Linked DNA regions of Mus musculus: region 2 is linked to region 1. A link is a contact called in public HiChIP or PLAC-seq data. All regions are on one chromosome and are shown on one strand. The core of a region is the stretch at or near the end of the contact, and the rest is flanking DNA. Distances in the headings are between cores, read along the strand shown.

Evidence for each region. HiChIP or PLAC-seq counts read pairs in DNA pulled down with a chosen protein or histone mark.
Region 2: an H3K27ac HiChIP or PLAC-seq map of CD8 T cells shows a contact between it and region 1, with 11 times the contacts expected there. The contact joins the enhancer-like site here to the promoter of Snhg3 in region 1. A contact is called at or near these places in 1 of 39 promoter capture datasets (embryonic stem cells), 1 of 15 datasets of contacts at CTCF or cohesin (CD8 T cells), 15 of 484 Hi-C or Micro-C datasets (the AML12 cell line, the C2C12 cell line, the G1E-ER4 cell line and 10 more), 13 of 115 datasets of contacts at active chromatin or transcription factors (CD8 T cells, the SCID.adh cell line, bone marrow-derived macrophages and 6 more) and 3 of 9 other capture datasets (adipose tissue, liver and pancreatic islet).

Annotation. Positions count from the first base shown.
Region 1 is chr4:132,350,049-132,357,193 of GRCm38.p6, reverse strand. Snhg3 (small nucleolar RNA host gene 3) reads left to right here and starts at 3,508. Exons shown (of 3, transcript NR_003270.2): 1 at 3,508-3,597; 2 at 4,496-4,531; 3 at 4,951-5,261. It overlaps Snora73b (small nucleolar RNA, H/ACA box 73b), which reads left to right and starts at 4,668; the gene lies at 4,668-4,872. It overlaps Snora73a (small nucleolar RNA, H/ACA box 73a), which reads left to right and starts at 4,215; the gene lies at 4,215-4,419. It overlaps Phactr4 (phosphatase and actin regulator 4), which reads left to right. Exons shown (of 13, transcript NM_001161797.1): 13 at 1-1,271. RefSeq lists a cis regulatory region at 3,250-3,769.
Region 2 is chr4:132,384,664-132,391,325 of GRCm38.p6, reverse strand. Phactr4 (phosphatase and actin regulator 4) reads left to right here. Exons shown (of 13, transcript NM_001161797.1): 3 at 4,261-4,434. Among named protein-coding and RNA genes, the nearest start is that of Snhg3, 34 kb to the right of the region's middle. Within about 2 kb of position 2,280, at least 33 of the 459 cell types and tissues checked have an H3K27ac peak or open chromatin away from gene starts, as enhancers often do. A contact at or near this core is called in the C2C12 cell line, CD8 T cells, the G1E-ER4 cell line and 3 more, where this site is marked.

The DNA.
Region 1 (7,145 bases), core at 2,259-4,758:
CCTCCCCACTTGTATTGGGGTGCAGATTTGGTTATGTTTTTCAAAGAACTTTTTTCCTGAAACCCACACAGCCTTACTGTTCCTGCCTGGATTCTACTTACATTGTAAGTGGAAGGGAAATGTAACTGGGTTTGTCGCTTTTCTTTTTGTTTTAGTCTATACCTCAGTATGTAGCCCAGGCTAGCCTTTGACTTGAAGTCTTCCTTACTCAGCCTTCCCAGTCTGCGATCATCGAGGGCAACGGCCACACCCAGCTTCTACTCACCTTAACAGCTAGTGGATTGTGGCTCTTAAAAAGGCTTTGCTTTCTTGTTTGTTTGTTTTTTGCTTTATTCTATTTCCTGTCTGTATTCTTTCAGCAATTTTCTCCTTGTCAGCATCACACTTATTAAAGAGTTAGAATATAGGGCAAACAAAAAAAGCTAAAGTGACCTTAAAACTAGTACTTTCTTCTCTATGAAGGAAAAAGTGCTTTTGTTTGTTTTTTCTCTTCCTGCCATGTAGTTTCTGTCTATGGAACAAAGACTCCTTCCCACTCCGTCCCCATCTCCTCAAACCTTGATATTGCTTGAGTAAAGGAAGAGAAAACAACAGTTCTGTCAAGTCTGTGAGTTGTCTAGATACAAGGTTGCCAGAGCTGCTAACCTTTGCGATTACATCCTGACCAAGGCTCAGTTCTCACAAGCAAGGCCGGTGCTCCGCCCCTGCTCCGCCCCTGCTCCGCCCTGCTCCACCCTGCTCCGCCCCGTTTCTCCTTCTCTGTCCCAGGTTTAGAGAGTACTTTGCATATGCCTGTGCTGTCTGGGGTGTGGTAACCTTTTTTTTAGACAGGGTCTTATGTAGCCTCACTATGTAGCCAAGGATCCCCTGCCTCCACCTCCCGAGTACAGGGCTCACAGATGCACCCACCATACCTGCCGGCCAGCAACGGCTTCTCTCAGCTGTTCTCCCTCACGTGCCAATCCTGAGCTCCCGTCTGCTTGTGTGTGCCATCAAGGGCTCTGACTCTGTTCATCTCATCTGTCTTCTGAAGCAGGATATGTTAGGGCTGCATCTAGGCAGTGGTTTTGTTTTTATGTATATAAAAGTTGATTATGTGTCTTCTTTCTGTAAGTGGAAGCTTACAGTCCTAATGTAAAGGACTTAAAGCCTCGCTGTCGCATGTTAAGATGCTTCCCTACTGTACAGAATCCTGTAAAATACATAATTACGTTGTATATCAGCCTTCCTACCAATCTTAATTATTAAAGTATTTTAGAATATCAAAAAAACTGAATTTGTGTTACTTTTTACTTTTTTAGTGCTGGGCATTGAGCTCAGGCCTCATGCATGTTAGACAGTCACCCTAAGCCATATCCCTCACCTCTGGTCTTTTGTTTTATTCAAGAAGATTAAAACAACTTAAAAGTGACACCCAAAATACTGCTAACGACTTCAAATAAAAAGAAGATAAATGATAATGTTAAATGTAGCCAGAAGTGAAACTATCATGTTTGTTTGTTTCTCTGAACAAACAAAAATCACAGGGCTGGGATATAGCCCAGTAGAGCACTTGCCTGGGATCCCTGTGTTCAGTTCCCAGCATCAAACAAGACAAAGTGTTCCCGGTGGGTGCTTCTGAAGCCAAGAAGGGTCAGAAGTTCAAGGTCATCTTGAATAATATAACAAATTCAAAGCCAGCCAGCATAGCCCAGGGTATATGATATTCATTCCCCGGCCCCTCTCTCTAAATTGCAGAGAGAGGAGTATTGGGAACCCCCTATGTCTGGTAACTCCACTAGGTGCCTCACCTGCCTAACCACTCCCCACCCTGTCTGGAAAATGAGATTGTGTAGGTCAGGGTTGGTTTTTTTTTTTTTGTTTTTTGTTTGTTTGGTTGGTTGGTTTTGGTTTTTCGAGACAGGGTTTCTCTGTATATCCCTGGCTGTCCTAGAACTCACTTTGTAGACCAGGCTGGCTTCGAATTCAGAAATCCGCCTGTCTCTGCCTCCGGAGTGCTGAGATTAAAGGCATGCGCCACCACTCACGGCTGTTTTTTTTTGTTGTTTTGTTTTTTTTTGTTTTTGTTTTTTTGTTTTAAAGGTCAAGACAAATACTATATATATATATATATATATTTTTTTTTTTTTTTGTTTTTGTTTTTGTTTTTGTTTTTTTGAGACAGGGTTTCTCTGTGTAGCCCTGGCTGTCCTGGCACTCACTTTGTAGACCAGGCTGGCTTTGAACTCAGAAATCTGCCTGCCTCTGCCTCGAGAGTGCTGGGATTAAAGGCATGTGCCACCACGCCCAGCTGACAAATGCCATTTTTACATATGTTTGAGAACAAGGAGTTTCAACAGTCCCTTACAAGGATTAACTCAATATGGCCCACAGCTGAATGAACCTCAGGTTGGTGTCACCAGGCTGGTGTCACCAGAGTGGCTGGTACTGCCTGTCCTCTCTGGCAGGCTGCCCAGTTTCTGCCCAGGGCACCTCAGCAGTGACTCATTTGCTGCTTGGCACTTGGCACATTACCCTTCCCTAAGCGTGAAAAGAAACCAGTAGTCAGAACTTTTTGTTGGATGTTTCTCTGATCCCATGTTCCCGTGGTCCAGATTATTAGGTCTCCCCTTGTTCCTGCAGCTTTGGGGTTAAAACATCTCCAGAAGGTTGTTCTGAAGGTTCACACTGCCCACTGTTTTTCGTGGAGAGAGACTGAGGTCTGAAAAACCATGTCAGAAAGGAGAGGGCAGAGCCAACAAGATGGCTCAATGGGAGCTGGGTGTGGTGACGCACGCCTTTGATCCCAGCACTCTGGAGGCAGAGGCAGGCGGGTTTCTGAGTTCGAGGCCAGCCTGGTGTACAAAGAGTTCCAGGACAGCCAGGGCTATACAGAGAAACCCTGACTCAAAAAACAAAACAGAAAAACCTACACCATCACGCCCAGACAGCCATTCTTTCAAATAAATATTTCACAACAACATTCATCAGGCTTAATTTCATGTCTTAAAAATCTGGGAAACAGCATTAGTGTTTTGTTTTTGTTTTTTCGAGACAGGGTTTCTCTGTGTGGCCCTGGATGACCTGGAACTCACTCTGTAGACCAGGCTGGCCTTAAATTCAGAAATCCGCCTGCCTCTGCCTCCTGAGTGCTAGGACTAAAGGCGTGCGCCACCCTCCCGCCTTCAACCAGGAATCTTAACCACTAAGCCACCTCTCAGGCCCCCTCCATGGGAAGTTTTTAATTGTAGCATCTATGTTCTGTATCAACTGTTCCTTCCACAAACAAAGTAGATTCAAACTCTGGAATCTAGAAAATATTTCTCTAGGCTTTTTTTTTTTTTTTCATTTTGCATATACCAGTGTATCCAGGCCGAGAGGACAAACCTCACAAGCTCAACAATTTCACGCTAAGACCGCCAACACCTTAGTAGGGTAAAAGTTCTCGATCCCATCAGCCTTAGCGCATTTCCAATGCTTCTAAGTGAGCGTAACCCTGCGCAGGCGCAGGCATAGTCGACCACGCCTGACTTCCGGGCGTTACTTAAGGTATAAATATGGCTGCGTCGGCGCGGGTCTGTCTCTCTAGGCGTCGCTCTCTTGGTGTGCTTGTTCTTGGTGAGTACAGTGCGCTGCTCTCGGCTGCTGAGGGTTTGCCCGCGCGGTCCCGCACGGGCTCCGCAGACAGGCAGGGTCGCGGCTGGGCGGACCCGGTGTGGGAGGCCGGGCTCACTAGCCGAGCATGGCGTGAGGTCACGCGCCTCCGAGCCCAGTAACCGTTTTCTTTCGGGGATCCCAACGCTCGCAGGATTATTGCCTGGGAGACTGAGTTGGTCTACGCACTTTCCTTTAATGTTCACTTTAAGAGGACAGGGTCTTTGGTTCCTGCCTTGTGATTTGAAGTGTTAGCCGCCTTCCAGCGTTCGGTTTTAACTTAATCATTTCGCCTTGCTTCCCAGTTATACTTTCTCTTCACCTTGTAACGGGATTTCTGCAGTTTTTTGTTCATTAATCTCCCATTTTTCAGAGGACCCTTTTTTAGGTAGATAATTTCTGGATAGTTTGGTTCCGATGGGGGTGTTGTGTTCTGTTTGCTTCAAGATCTGAAAAGGTGGCTGAAGTCTGTAGTCACAGCACTCTGGAGACAGGCGTTTTTGGGGTTTTTCCTCCAGCTGGAGGTCTGGCAAAAGGACCCTGTGGCATTTTGTCAAAAAAAAAGACATTACCATGACTATCCGACGTGGATATCCCGGGAGGTCACTCTCCCCGGGCTCTGTCCTAGTGGCGAGCGGGAGCTTAGGGCATTGCCCGGTGATGTACAGTCCCTTTCCACAACGTTGGAGATAAAGCTGGGCTTTCGAGTCTGCGCCTGCATATTCCTACGACTTCTCAGAGTCCTGTGGACCATGACTGAGGAGACAAACCATGCAGGAAACAGTTTTTTAAGTCATGCAATCTGGGGGTGCGTCCGAGTACTCTAAGGGTTTAACTTACTGATTAAAGTCTTCTCTTGCAGACCCGGTCAATGATTTCAGGTACTTTGTTGATGGAGGTACGTTCACCCTGAGGCTGGCTTAGTGCTTTCTGCTCCATGTGTACGTTATTAGTGATATACACTGTGTGTGTGGGGGGGGGGGGTGTAGTCGCCTGTTGAAGTTGACTAAACGTTTGGGTGCTAACCAGACATTCCAACGTGGATATCCCGGGAGGTCACTCTCCCCGGGCTCTGTCCTAGTGGCGAACGGGAGCTTAGGGCATTGCCCGGTGATGTACAGTCCCTTTCCACAACGTTGGAGATGAAGCTGGGCTTTCGAGTCTGCGCCTGCATATTCCTACGACTTCTCAGAGTCCCGTGGACCATGACTGAGGAGACAAACCATGCAGGAAACAAAAATTTAAATTCCTAAGGCTTTTGGTATGTCAACTTTAGGAACCTGATGTTTGTGTTGTTTTTTTTTTCCCCTCTTCCAGGAAAGAAGAGAATCAGCGGGGGCACCTACTGAATAGTTATTATATACAGCGTGCTAAAATTTTGTCTGTTACAGCCTCGGCCATTAGAAGCTGGGGCAAGCTTTTCTGCCTACTTAACTCTGGTAAATACATTTCTTTTGATAGGTTATGTCTAGATTTGAGAACCTTCACCATGGTTCTCATTTTTTGAGGTCCCAACAGGTTTCCCCCAGACCATATTATATAAACCATATATGTCATTTTTCTGTTCCCACATTCTCTGTAAGATTATTGTCATAAGTTAAAATCTGAATTAAAGCATTTGAATGTCTTTTCCTGTGATTTAATGTGTGTGTGTGAGCAGAAGGCTGCAGGTGGGTCAGGATAAACCCTGAGTGAGTGCTTGGTCCCTCCAAATACTAAGATTGTTCCTTCCTCTGCTCTGGAGTGTGAGATAGGAAACTGGTCGAATGGATGAGTTATGTGGGAAGTTAGTCCCAAGCAGTTCAACATGGATAGGCCTAACAGGGGCCTTATGATATGAGGTAGACTGGTCCCTAGGTCATAATGGAAAATTGATGACTCTGCTGCCTGCCTTGATCATGGAAAAGTTAAGACCCTCAGTGATGGGGCCACTGGGGAGATACCTTGAAGGTAGGCCTTAGAGATGCTGTGTTTCCCTGTTCTTGAAAATGGGTGTGAGAATTGGTGGCCTCTGGGGTTGGGGAGTGTTTGCACTTAGACCAGAAGGGATGTGAAGCAAAATGGAGCTGCAAGACTGGCTAGTGGAGCCCCTAGGTCTACTTTTTTTTAAAAGAATGATTTATTATATGAAAGTACACTGTAGCTGTCTTCAGACATCCCATAAAAGGGCATCAGATACCATTTAGGTTGTGAGCTACTACATGGTTGCTAGGATTTGAACTCAGGACCTTCAGAAGAGCTGCTCTTGCCTGCTGAACCATCTTGCCAGCCCAGACCTCTGATTTTTAAAGTAAAAAGCCATTTCACCTGCCCTTGTTTCTTGTACCTGGTCTTCCAGGTACAGCAGAAATTTCTGCCTGTGTTTCTTCACTTGTGATGAGCTGCCTGCCACTACCATGGCCAAGTGCTTCAGAGTGTTATTTCTTCCCTTGTGCAAGTACCCTTGATTGCCAAAATTTAATGGTTGTTTTGGTGACCTTCAGATGTCCTACCCATGTATACAACATGCTTACAATTCACTGTTTGACACAGGGCTGGGAGTATAGCTTAGTGCTTGCCTAGAGTGCGCGATGCCCTAAATTAGTAGGAAAGATTAGTTCCTAAACTCTAGAGCAGACCTGTCAAATTTAAAGCCTTCTAGGTTTACATGGTGAAATTCTGCAAAAGATAGGGAATCTTAGCAGTCGTAATTGGTACACACCTAACTGGATAGAGTGGGTGGGATGGCTCAGCAGTAAAGAGCACAGAACTATAAATGTCTAGTTCTATAATAAACTATAATAGCCTGTGTAGTCCTGACCTGGAACTCTAGACCAGGCTGGCTTCAAACTCCCATCTGCCTCCTAAGTGCTGGAATTAAAGGTGTGCCACACTACTACCCAGTCATATACAAGGTCTTATAAGAATAATGGGGTTGGGAATGGTTCAATGGTTAGAGCACCTACTACAGTATCCATGTAACATCCTGGCTTCCTGAACGCAGGTATGTATCGGGACAGTATGTACACAAGTATTTAACAAAAATGATTGGTGGGGATCTGAGCTAGCTTAAAAGTTAGGACACTAGTCTGGCATCTGAGAGGCCCTGAGTTCAAGTCCCAATGTTGACATTAAGTTGATAGCTCAACCCTAAACAGAAACAAGGTCCCAAAACCCCTCTAATGACTGACAACTTCTGGGACTCTCCTTTTTGTCTTTCAACACAGGGTTTCTTTGTGTAGCTTTGCTATCCTGGAGTTCCTTCTGTAGACCAGGCTGCTCTAGACCTCAGATTTGCCCCCCTGTGCCTCCCTCATTCAGGGATTAAGGTCCTGCACTGCTAACACTGGGCTGATTTCCCCCATTTTCTCAAGATTTATTATTTTATAAAGGCTTTTTAAATATATAATTTGTGCATCAGTGTTTTGCCTCTATAACTATGAAAGTGTCAGGTCCCCTGGAACTAGAGTTAGATGCTTGTGAGCTGCCATGTGGGTGGTGCAGAAAATTGAACCTGGATCCCCTGGGAGAGT
Region 2 (6,662 bases), core at 1,031-3,530, 35 kb before region 1:
AATAGGAAAACAAGATAGAGGTAGAAGTGTTTCTATGATAAAGGAAGTTTCATATTGATAGAAAGGGTCCATTTAAGACGAAATCATCTGGGCTGGCGAGATAGCACTCACAGTAGGTGGCTCACAGCATTCTGTTACTCCAACTCCAGGGTATCTGATACCGTCCTCTGAACTCTACAGTTATCTACAAACCACTGTGCACACACACCTACACATAATTTTACATTTTTATTAAAGGATTGGAGAGATGACTCAGTGGTTAAGAACACTGGTTGCTCTTTCAGAGAACCAAGATTCAATTCCTAGCACTCTCAACGGGGCTTACAACTGTCTGTAACTTCAGTCCCAGCAGATATGACATTATTTTTCTAGACACCCCCTGGGCACCAGGCACACACATGGTGCACAGACATACATGGAAGTAAAATACCCTTACATACTAATTCCTTAAATTTTTGTTTTTGTTTTTTTGAGACAAGTTTTCTCTGTGTAGCCCTGGCTGTCCTGGAACTTACTTTGTAGACCAGGCTGTCCTCAAACTCAAAGATAAGCCTTACTCTGCCTCCTGAGTGCTGGGATTAAAGGCATGCACCACCATACTTGGCTCTTAATTTTTTTTTTAAAGTGGAAAACATAATTAAATTTGTAATTATCCAACAGAGTAAGACCTTGTCACACAAAACAGCGACAAATGACTTTGCTAACTAGAGCTTTTACTGTCCCTCTCCCAGCAGTTGCTAGAACAAGGACACAACGCACCGACACGGTGTTGTGTAACACAGTGAACTGACTTGAGCTGACTGGCACATTTGGACCACTACACTACACCCAAGCATACACAGTATACATTGTTACAGGTTTGTCTCTTTTGAGACAAGGCTTGCTATATACATAATCTATGCTGCCCTCAAACTTGTAATCCTTCCCATAGTGATACTGCTGTGATGATAAGTCTGAGCCAGTGCGTCCTGCCATGATACATTTTGTGTATTATTTTAATTTTAAAAATGACTTGTTTTGTGTGTATGTGTATTTTCCCTGTATGTTTGTATATGTACTGTGTGCATGCCTAATGCCTATCGAGGTCAAAAGAGGGCATCTGAGCCTCTGGAACTAGAGTTGTACACTATGTAGGTGCTGGGACTTGAACCTTGGTCCTCTGCAAAAGCAATGAAAATTTTTTTAATTAATTAACTTATTTGTATATATGTGAGTATATTGTTGTGATATCTTCAGACACACCAGAAGAGGGCATAGGATCCCATTACAGACGGTTGTGAGTCACCATGTGGTTGCTGGGAATTGAACTCAGGGCCTCTGGAAGTACAGCATCTCTCCAGCCCCTCAATGAAGTATTTTTAACTGCTGAGCCATCTCTCTAGCTCCTTATTATTTTATTTATTATCAGTGTGAGTGTATGATGTGTTTGGGATTGGGAGTCAGTTTTCTCCTTCAATTGGATAGCAAACTTGGTGGACAGGGACCCCTGGATATTTAGGGTTTTTTTCTTTTGTGGTGCTTAGCTGTTTGCAGAACCTCATGCCAGTGCCACACTCATAGGCGCTCCTCAGCCCTGCCCTTGTGTTTTTGAGACAGGGTCTCACTATGCATCTTATGCTGTCCTGGAACGTTTGATCCTCCTGCTTTTGCCTCCTGGTGCTAAGATTATAGGCGTATGCCATCACACCTGACTGAGAGTTTTAAAAGGATTCATGGCCCCACTTCCTGCAGATCCTGTATATTATAAAGGCAGTTGGGCTGATTCTAAATATTTGGACAGACATGTGAGTCAGTGAAATAATATGCAGTTTGTCATTGAGACTAGGGAGTGGAGAGGAGGAGGAGCAGAGATGTGAGTGAAGCCGGATGTGGTGGCTCACACCTGTCATCTCAGCATTTGAGAACAAGACCATGGAGGTTCTGGGGTTCAAGGTTATCTTCAGCTACAAATAAATTCAACGTCATCCTGAGCTACTTAAGATCCAGGTTTTAAATTTTGCTTAAAACAAGCAAAAATAAAAATACAAAGATAGATAAATAATTAAATGTTAATATGAATGAATGAATTGGAAAATATCAAGGTTCTGTTCTTCTAAAACATTTGACAAAATTAGATACTTATGAAGAGAGAAGCAAAGGAGACCCTGTTCCTGCTGGGCACTCGGGAGGCAGAGACAGGCAGGTCCCTGAGTTTGAGGCCAGCTTGGTTTACAGAGAACACTTTCTTTTTCACTTTCTGTATTTAGTGATATGTTCAGTGACCTGCTTTATACAAAGCAAAATGAGAATGTGTGTGGGTGTGTGTGTGCGAGTGTGTGTGCATGTTTCAATTGGGTTTAAACCTAGAGCCACATACATGCTTTGGAAACTTGAGGTACATCCCTACTCCTTGTCGTTGTGAATCCTTGAAAGAAAGATGACATATAAATATATTGTTCAACATAATGAAGTTTTTTTGGTTTTTTTTTGAGTGGGGGGGTTTCGAGACAGGGTTTCTCTGTATAGCCCTAGATGTCCTGGAACTCACTTTGTAGACCAGGCTGGCCTCGAACTCAGAAATCCGCCTGCCTCTGCCTCCCGAGTGCTGGGTTTAAAGGCATGCGCCACCACGCCCGGCTCATAATGAAGTTTTAAAAGCATCAAATTAAATTTTAATTTGGAACGCAGTTAGTGGATCTCTGTAAATTTGAGTTTGAGGCCAGCCTGGTCTACAGAGACTGTTCTAGGACACCCAGAGCCATACAGAGAAACCCTCCCTCACATAAAGGAAAACGGAAAAGGAAGTGATTAGCTATGATTTTTAAGCAGCAGAAGAGGCTAAGTGACGGATGATACTTTGTTGAGAGGCTTTCAGGCAGGAGCTTCTCTGTGCTGCTAAAATGTTGGCTGCTTTTCTTTATGATCTTTTCTTTAACATTTTCAGTCCAATTAAAACTTTAGGTGTAGTTTTCCTTTCTTCAGTCAAATAACATTTTCTGATTATTTCCTGGAATGCCTGTAGATGTGCTAACAGGAGATTTACAGGAGTCATATGTGGAGGCACACACCTGTAATTCCAGCACTTAAGAGGTTAAGGCGGGAGGATCACACATTCAAGACCAGACCTAGCAATCCATTGTCTCAAAAAACCTAAACCAGCCCCAAGATGCCTCCTAGGTAACGGTGCTGGAAGCCACTCTTGATGATCTGGTTCAGTCCTGGGGCCCATGCAGTGGAAGCAGAGGAGTGAGCTGCGTCTCTCTCCTCCACGGATGCTCTGTCTGTGTGCTCCTCCCCTGCCTCCACACCCACACAGATGCACAGAAGCTAAATTTAAAAAAAAAAAAATGTAATTGAAAGAAAACAGTAACACAAAGCTACAGTGTCAAAAGGAGATCATTGTGTTCAGTACAAGTGTCAGACTTTTCCTGCCTCCAACATTGTTGCTGCTAGTGGGAAGGGAAGTGCGATTCTGTGATGCAGCAAGCACCTTAACCCCAGGAGTAGGCCACAGAGCCTTTCCTTACCCCTAGATGGCTCCTGAGGCCCCTGGGACAGTGGGTGGGGCGCAGGCTGCATTGTACTGCCTTCCTGCATTTTTGTTATTGCTGCCTTCCTGCTCTACCTTCAAAGCTAACTAAGCCCTGCACATGTGTCATTATGAGGGTCTCGAGACCTTTGACCTCAGTCGTGAACGTGTAGCATGTCACCTATGTTATAGATCCTTACTATCAGGATGTCCCTAAGTAATACTGTGACAGGCAGTAGAACCTCACCTCCACTCTTCCAACTCCTTCCATGTCAGGGCATCTTCTCTAACGCCCTGTCCCCACCTCGTCTCCCAATCTTCCACAGTTATGCAGCGCTCTTTGTGTGTGGGGAGAAAAATGTGATACACAGACACAAGGTGTGAACACTTGATGACTTGCCTGTCCCTGAGTTACTTGAATCGTGGGAATTGCTGAGAGGGTAATATTTAACAGCGATCCCCTCAGTCTCCGGAGGGAGTCCTTGCTTCAGTGATACAGAGCTTATACTGTATTGTGTATGCTAATGATGTCGGCTTGATTCTAGCATCTCCCTAAATTTTCCTCTTAAATGGCTTCTTTAGTGATTTAAGTTTGAGTTTGGGCCTTTGTCCATGTAATGTCCGGAGTGTGACTGTCTGCGTGATTGTCATTGCTCTGATTCTTTCCGACTGCTACAGGAAGAGGGGACATTTTTAGAGGCTATATAAGGATAATAAATTGGCTGTCCCTTCCCGTTCCTCTCCATGAACAGAAGAAGCAGAGCAGCCCTCTGGAGACCCAGGCATGGGCATGGACAGTGTGGAAGCAGGGGACACAACACCTCCCACCAAAAGGAAAAGCAAGTTCTCAGCGTTAGGCAAGATCTTCAAGCCGTGGAAATGGAGGAAAAAAAAAAGCAGTGATAAGTTCAAAGAGACATCAGAAGGTAAGGTACTAAGATTTAAATGTTCTGAGGAGCGAGGGGGGTGCCCACCTAGTTTGAGCAAAGCCCTGGGCTCTTCCCCGATTGCAGAGAACCTGGTGTGCTTGTGCTCTGCAGCTGACCCCACAGAGGGGAGGCGCAGAGATAAAAGGATCAGAAGTTCAAGGTCCTTTTTAGTTAGACATTGAGTTTCAGGCCAACCCGGGCACCAGGAGATCTTGTCTCTAAACAAACAAACAAACAAACAAACAACTAAACAAGGCTTCTATTTTTTTTAAATATTTATTTATTGTTATATGTAAGTATACTGTTGTTGTCTTCAGACACACCAGAAAAGGGCATCAGATCTCATTATGGATGGTTGTGAGCCACCATGTGGTTGCTGGGATTTGAACGCAGGACCTTTGGGAGAGCAGTCGGTGCTCTTAACCGCTGAGCCATCTCGCCAGCCCAAGGCTTCTATTTTTAAGAGTTCCTCATTTGGGCTAAGGAGGTGACTAAGCAGGTAAAGTGCTTGATAGAAACACGAGGACCTCAGTTGGAACCTGCAGGACGCACGTAAAGCCAGCTGCACACACACTGTTGTAATGCAGTGCTTCTGTGGGGCGATGAAAAGATAGGACAGAAAATCCCCAGAGGCCTAAGGGCCAGCTGGTGTGCAGCAACCAACCGAGAGCCTGTCTCAGCCAAAGAGATGAGCCAGAGCTTACTGACCTCCACAATCATCCCATGTCATGCGTGTGCCCAGTGTGCTTGCACACAGGTACATACACGTTGTACATATGCATAAAAAAGAATAATTCCCTGAGTTAGTTGGGCTTGGTGATACAGGCTGTAAATCCCAGCACTTGGAAGATGCAGACTGGAAGAGCCAAGAGTTTAAGGTTATCCTTGGCCACACAGGAAACTCAAAGTCAGCCTGGAAACAATAACAACAAAAGCACTCGTGGGTTCCATTGACTGATGGATTATTTGACTGATTTACCAGATGGGATCCTGTAGCACAGGGCTTGCTTGTATTCTTGACATAGCAAGAATGATCTTGAACTTGTGATTTTCCTGCCTAGCACTAGGATTGAAGGAATGTGCTGTGTCTGGTTTATATAATGCTAGAGCTGGAACTAGGGCTTTGTGCTTGGAAGGTACACACTCTACCAAACGAATTTCCTATTTTAGAAGTACCCCTCTTTTCTTTTTTTTTTTTTTTTTTTTCCGAGACAGGGTTTCTCTGTATAGCTCTGGCTGTCCTAGAACTCACTTTGTAGACCAGGCTGGCCTCGAACTCAGAAATCCGCATGCCTCTGCCTCCCGAGTGCTGGGATTAAAGGCGTGCTCCACCACGACCGGCCGCACCCCACTTTTCACATCTCCCTAAATGTCTATAACCTCCTACTTGAGAGTTCAGTTGTTTAGAATTTAGACAGATAAATAGTCCTTCATTGATGATTAAACCTGTAAGGTGTGACACATGTTGGACAAGTGACCTACCACTGACCTACACCCCCAGCCACTTTCTTTTTCTGTTTTTTATTTATTTATTTATTTATTTATTATGAGTACATTTTAGCTGTACTGATGGTTGTGAGCTATCATGTGGTTGCTGGGAATTGAATTCAGGACCTCTGTTTGCTCCGGTAGGCCACGCTCACTCCGGCCCAAAGATTTATTTATTACTATAAGTACACTGTAGCTGTCTTCAGACACATCAGAAGTGGGCATCAGATCTCATTATGGATGGTTGTGAGCTACCATGTGGTTGCTGGGATCTGACCTTTGGGAGAGCAGTCAGTGCTCTTAACTGCTGAGCCCTCTCTCCAGCCCAGTGCTGCTGTTTTTTAAACTACAATTTGTTTGCTTGTTTGTTGAGTCAGGTCCCAGCACAGGGGAGTTCTAATTTACAGTCCGTTCTCTCCTTCTACTGTGGGTTCCAGGAATCAAACTCCATCTCTCAGGGGTGGCACCGTCTACCTTTACCCATTGAGCCATCTTGCTGGCCCCGTCTAGTTTTCATTTTGATGCAGGTTCTTACCAGGTTACACAGACTGCCTGAACCCGTGATAATCCTCCTGCCTCTCAGCTTTTGGAATAATTGAAACTTACAGGCCTGTTTCAGCAAGCCTGGCTGACACTTAGCATTCCGTAGCCTCATTCCCAGGTTGGTATTTTGATGGGTTTAAAGCTGTTCAGTAAAGACAAACTTAGTGCTGCACACTAAGGAACATAGGAAGGTC